2 separate regions of the Bombyx mori genome follow, and region 2 is linked to region 1. The links are chromatin contacts, called in public Hi-C maps. All regions are on one chromosome and are shown on one strand. Each heading gives the region's core, a stretch centred on a gene start, on an enhancer-like site or on the middle of the called end of the contact. The rest is flanking DNA. Distances are from core to core; before and after follow the strand shown.

What was found. A called contact is a pair of places that touch in the nucleus more often than the background predicts.
Region 2: a contact with region 1 is called in a Hi-C map of whole pupa, with 1.6 times the contacts expected there. The contact joins two enhancer-like sites. A contact is called at or near these places in 2 of 7 Hi-C or Micro-C datasets (both in whole pupa).

The regions. Positions count from the first base shown.
Region 1 is chr3:3,205,503-3,208,079 of ASM3026992v2, forward strand. No RefSeq gene overlaps it. Among protein-coding and RNA genes, the nearest start is that of LOC101737397, 18 kb to the right of the region's middle. Within about 2 kb of position 1,274, at least 3 of the 8 cell types and tissues checked have open chromatin away from gene starts, as enhancers often do.
Region 2 is chr3:3,240,964-3,243,540 of ASM3026992v2, forward strand. It overlaps LOC101741433, which reads right to left. Exons shown (of 12, transcript XM_004926267.5): 10 at 2,093-2,222; 11 at 1,238-1,412; 12 at 1-595. The coding sequence ends at 1,238. Among protein-coding and RNA genes, the nearest start is that of LOC101741433, 9.1 kb to the right of the region's middle. Within about 2 kb of position 1,273, at least 3 of the 8 cell types and tissues checked have open chromatin away from gene starts, as enhancers often do.

The DNA of each region.
Region 1 (2,577 bases), core at 24-2,523:
CCATAGACATCTACAACGTAAATACGCCACCCATTAAGGTCTCAAGTATAGTTACCACGCACGGCTGCCACGCCCTTCAAACCGAAACGCATTACTGCTTTACGGCAGAAATCGGCAAGGGTGGTGGTACCTACCTCAAGAGGTCCTACCACCAGTAAGGTCTTTGCACTTCAATATTCAAATGCTCAGTGATATATCATTGACCCATGCAAAACTTTCGTGTTGTGAATTTTAATAAGTACAGCCATCTCTCTATAACACGATAGGTTAGTTCCGCGTTATAGGAAACGCGTTGTAGGAGTATTTACTTATTTTAAAATTAGGAGCATATTGTGGTTAATTTCACTCTATATGGCCGTCCATATAGAGTGAAATTGTGAATGTCCGTACATTAAGTGGGTATATTTCACTGTTTGACGGGACATCTCCCGGGGAGTCAGATACGTCCGGGTTCGGATCCTTTTTTGTGTTTGTTTCTAGTAAGGAAAAGGGAAAGGATGGAATATAACAATACCATCTCGCCCACTGCGCAAGGCAGCTGGCAGTAACTGGATGCGTAGAACCGAAAATCGAGTTCAGTGGCGAGCTTTGGGGGAGGCCTATGTCCAGCAGTGGACTGCCGCAGGCTGATGATGATGATGATCTCGCCCACTCACACACCTAAATACAGCAGAGCTGTATGACGGCGGATTCTAGCTGAAGGTCAGTCAGTCGAACCAAATCCACCGCCGACTGCGTTAAGATCTACTAACTACTGCCACTAACTAATTCTGCCTACGCAAGCAGGAAAAATCTTCCATGGACTATCGTTACTTCTCACTATGAGAAATCCGAAAACACTAATAAGACAAGATTACTGGTGGTAGGACCTCTTGGGAGTCCGCACGGGTAGGTACCACCACCCCGCCTATTTCCGCCGTGAAGCAGTAATGCGTTTCGGTTCGAAGGGTGGAGTAGCCGTTTTAACTATACTGAGACCTTAGAACTTATATCTCAAGGTGGGTGGCGCATTTACGTTGTAGATGTCTATGGGCTCCAGTAACCACTTAACACCAGGTGGGCTGTGAGCTCGTCCAACTATCTAAGCAATAAAAAAAAAAAAAAAAAAACAAGAACCAGAAGTGATCATAAATGTCTCAAAGAATATGATGACCCAGGAATCGAACATGACTCCAGCGCGCCGCTAAGGAGTAACATTGTAAGAGCGACCGGTTGGCTGTGTATCGCGTATCGCCCCGGCAAGCTGATTCTGATCATGTAGAGTATCCAGCGGCATCACCTGCACGACCTAAGGGGTTGCCGTACCTAGAAGGTCAGACGGTCTAAAGCCTACGTTTCGCCTGGAAGATTCCGTCAGTCGAGCGTTCTCGGAGTGAGACGCGTATCTAGTTGCAGTGTTAACCGCGGTAACTCCCTCAGCCCGCTCGGGTTTTGATCTCGGGGGGATCGAACGCTGGGACGAATGCAGATGAATTATTTATTGGGTAGATCCCTAAATACCATCCTTAGCACCAACATCTGCGGATCGTTCAGAGGTCAACCTAGGAGGTTCGTTCCACAGGCCAAAAAAAGGTATCGAACCTGGACCTCGTAATACTCTAGTCAGACTAAGCCTAGTCTAGTTTACTAAGCGGTAATGTAATGCTGACTGTCAATAGAACAGAAGACCTAGAAGACATATGCACACGTAGACCGTACCATAAACTTGCCTTAGATCGTACAAATCGACTTATCCAAAAGGTGACTAATAAATCCAACGGTTGAACCCCAGTTACGAATCGACATAGAAAGGAAAAATATATTTCCTTTCTTCAAGTCCGTTTCACGATTTCAAAACCGTACTTTCCTTTGAGAACAAACGTTCCATGTAATTTTAGTGTGTAAACGTTTTGATATTATTCTCTAACTCTACAATAGTAAGACCGTGGACACGGTGCGCCGCTTAAGGCATTACGCTCTCACTGTACAAATTATTAAATATTTACCTTTAGAAACGTTCGCGAACCGTTTACTCAAAGTTATCACTTGTGACGATGATCAGTTATGTAAATTTAACTTTAGATTTTACATCAGTAAAACGTATTAGGGAGCCCTATTATTAGTACTCAAAATGTAGAGTAGAATAGAGTAGTTGTTATTGTACACCTAAATAAAATAAAAAAAATTATTTTGCTTTCGTAAAACTTTAAATACAAAAGTGCAATGGACGATCTTATCGCTAATAGCGATAACTTCCATCAGGTATACAAAAAAATATCATAGGAAATAAATTAACCGCGCTGTATTTACCGATTGAAAAAAGAATACAGAATAATATATGATAAAGTATTAAGAAATACAGACACACACACACACACATAAATATGTATGTGTGTGTTTATTTCTCAAATTTATTAATTGCATTAATTTCGAATGTTGTGTTGTGTTGAGTATTTTACAGATTTGGCGGTAACGAACGATAACGTGAGATTAAAGCACTAAAGTGAAATACCAAATAAAGTGCAACTTATAACTTATATTTATAATGGCATTGAATGCCTGAGCGGCAGCGGTTTTGCTCATGCCGAAACAGTGGAC
Region 2 (2,577 bases), core at 23-2,522, 35 kb after region 1:
GGCGTTGTGTAGAGGCTTTGGAGGTGATTTGTGACTTCATCTAGGAGGACTCTTACACACCGAATGAGCTATAGTAGTTTTTAAGTAGATTAAAAAAAGGGGGCGCTAAAAAATATTTTTTGTGTACAAAGTGGGCAGAAGACAAAATAAGTTTGGGAACCCCTGACTTATATCCACTTAGGTACCTTCGCGTACTACAGCTAAGCGTCTCAAAATATCACAAGCCGAGTACAATCAATGAGAAAAGTGTTAGACTAAAAAAAGAAGATGCTCTATAAGATAATTGTGGTTTTTTGTCTGGCAAAGGCAATTCGGCGCTGATTTATTCCTTGACAACAAAAACTGACAATCTGATCGTTTTTCTTTAAAATATATTAGTCACTACCAGTAATACTGCATTTTCGTTAAAACAAAAAAGAACACATATTAACATTCGTAAACGTTTCTCCTCCTTTAGATCCAAGTTTATCAAAAGTGAGTACCTCATTCACTGCGACGTCTAGTTGAATTTAACATCATAGTTCAAGCTTCGTAGAGATGCATTAATCAAACCATGAATGTTTTTGTATAACTTGTGATGATGCCTCGAGTAGTTCTGAAAATAATAAGAAGAGGACTTAATCTTTGAGCACCACATATCTACGGCGACGCTGGACTATACAAGCCTCATTTTTAGAAGCGAAAAAGGAAGTTTATGTCGTGTGCTTAAATGGGATATAAAAAACGAGGCCGTTAGCGCAGAAGTTCGCATGGAGATAATGAGGTTTAAATTTACTTTTACACTACTTTGTAGGCAAAAACAATATTTACAAATCCATCTGTTATTTATGTGTGAAACTATGCGTATGCCGGTTTTGCATCAAAATTTATTTATGTTTTAAATAAATTGCAGTATAGTATAAGCATGAATATGAAAATTGCGGTCTAGGCCACTTATGCGCTGACGACCTCAAATATGGTGCTGACGCTTTGGAGGCTGTACATAATACTCTCCCACGCTGGTGTTGCCATTATAGAATTCTATAAACTAATCGGATTTTTTTTTATTGCCTTTGTACGCAGACGAGCATACGGCCCACCTGATGGTAAGTGGTCACCGTCGCTCATGGACGTCAGCAATGCCAGGGGCAGAGCCAAGCCGCTGCCTACCATTGCACTAAAATGTTAACTAGAAAGCGAATAGCGCGATTGGGCAAACGTTCATATCGTATCCCAGCACTGGGCCGGTGCGCGTTACCTAGTTGGCCCAGGCCATGACGACCTTCGAGAAGGGCACGAAGACGGCGGTGTGTCGCGGCGCCGCCAGGAAGTAGCGGCGGTCCCGCACCGTGCCGTCGTTGTGCGGAGGCCCCGCGCACTGGAGCTCCGCCCCCACCGTCACGGAGGACGCGCCGCCCGCTATACCCACGTACCTGTACACGAACACTGAATATAACAAAAATCCGTTCCCAACAGTCGATCATAACGTGACTATGGTCACTCAGCTCCAGTCTACCCGCAAATAATATGTGCTCATCATCATCCTCTTGTCCTTATTTATACTGTTACGCGCTGGGGTTCGGGATAAATAAAATGTCACTAAAGTACAACTTAAAACTGTATTCAACACTTAGAACACTTAAACACTTCACAAACACTTTAAAACTCTCAATTCGCTTGAGGTGATCCGTTCGCTGTTTCGCTTCGAGTAGTTCCGATTACTTACTGACTGCGTACCATCCCTGCAACGCTTTTATAGTCGATACCTCATCCCTAGAATTATCGACAATATTCCACACATCTCTAGTCTTGTTTCCGATATCTGAAAATAGATGGCGTTGTACCTCTCGAGCGTTCTAGGTGCTGGTGCTCGTTTGACTATTCGGCGATAGATGGAGTTACTCTTACCGGCATAACAGTATTATAATTTATCGTTTCTACGGTCTATTAGGGTTATAAGCCGTTTGTTTGTTTGTACTGCTGAGAAGGTTCGTGCGTGCGTGACCTCGACCTGTTGTTGTCCGCCTTTACTCCACGTTTTATTGCACAATACTATTCCTTCGTGTGTTGCCTGGGGGAGATGGGAGGGGGAGGTGCGAGGGGAGGTACTCACCGGACGCGTCCGACGGCGACCCGTCCCTGCGGGGTGATGAACTTGACGGCGTGCCCCAGACGCAGCTCGCGCGGCTCGGCGGGGATGTAGGGGCGGCCGCTCGGGGGGCGCGGCTCGCTCGCTCGCGACACTGAAACGCAACGAGTTTACACGTGTTCTCGACATCCGCCCTGGGACAGAATTACAGATGACTAAGCTTCCTAGGCTCATCTCAAAAATGTAATAAAAATGAACCCGCAAAATTATAATTTGCGTAATTACTGGTGGTATGACCTCTTGTGAGTCCCCACGGGTAGGTACCACCACCCTGTCTATTTCTGCCGTGAATCAGAAATGCGTTTCGGTTTGAAGGCCGGGGCAGCCGTTGTAACTATACTGAGACCTTAGAACTCATATCTCAAGGTAGGTGGCGGCATTTACGTTGTAGATGTCTATGGGCTCCTATAACTACTTAACACCCGGTGAGCCGTAAGCTCGTCCACCAA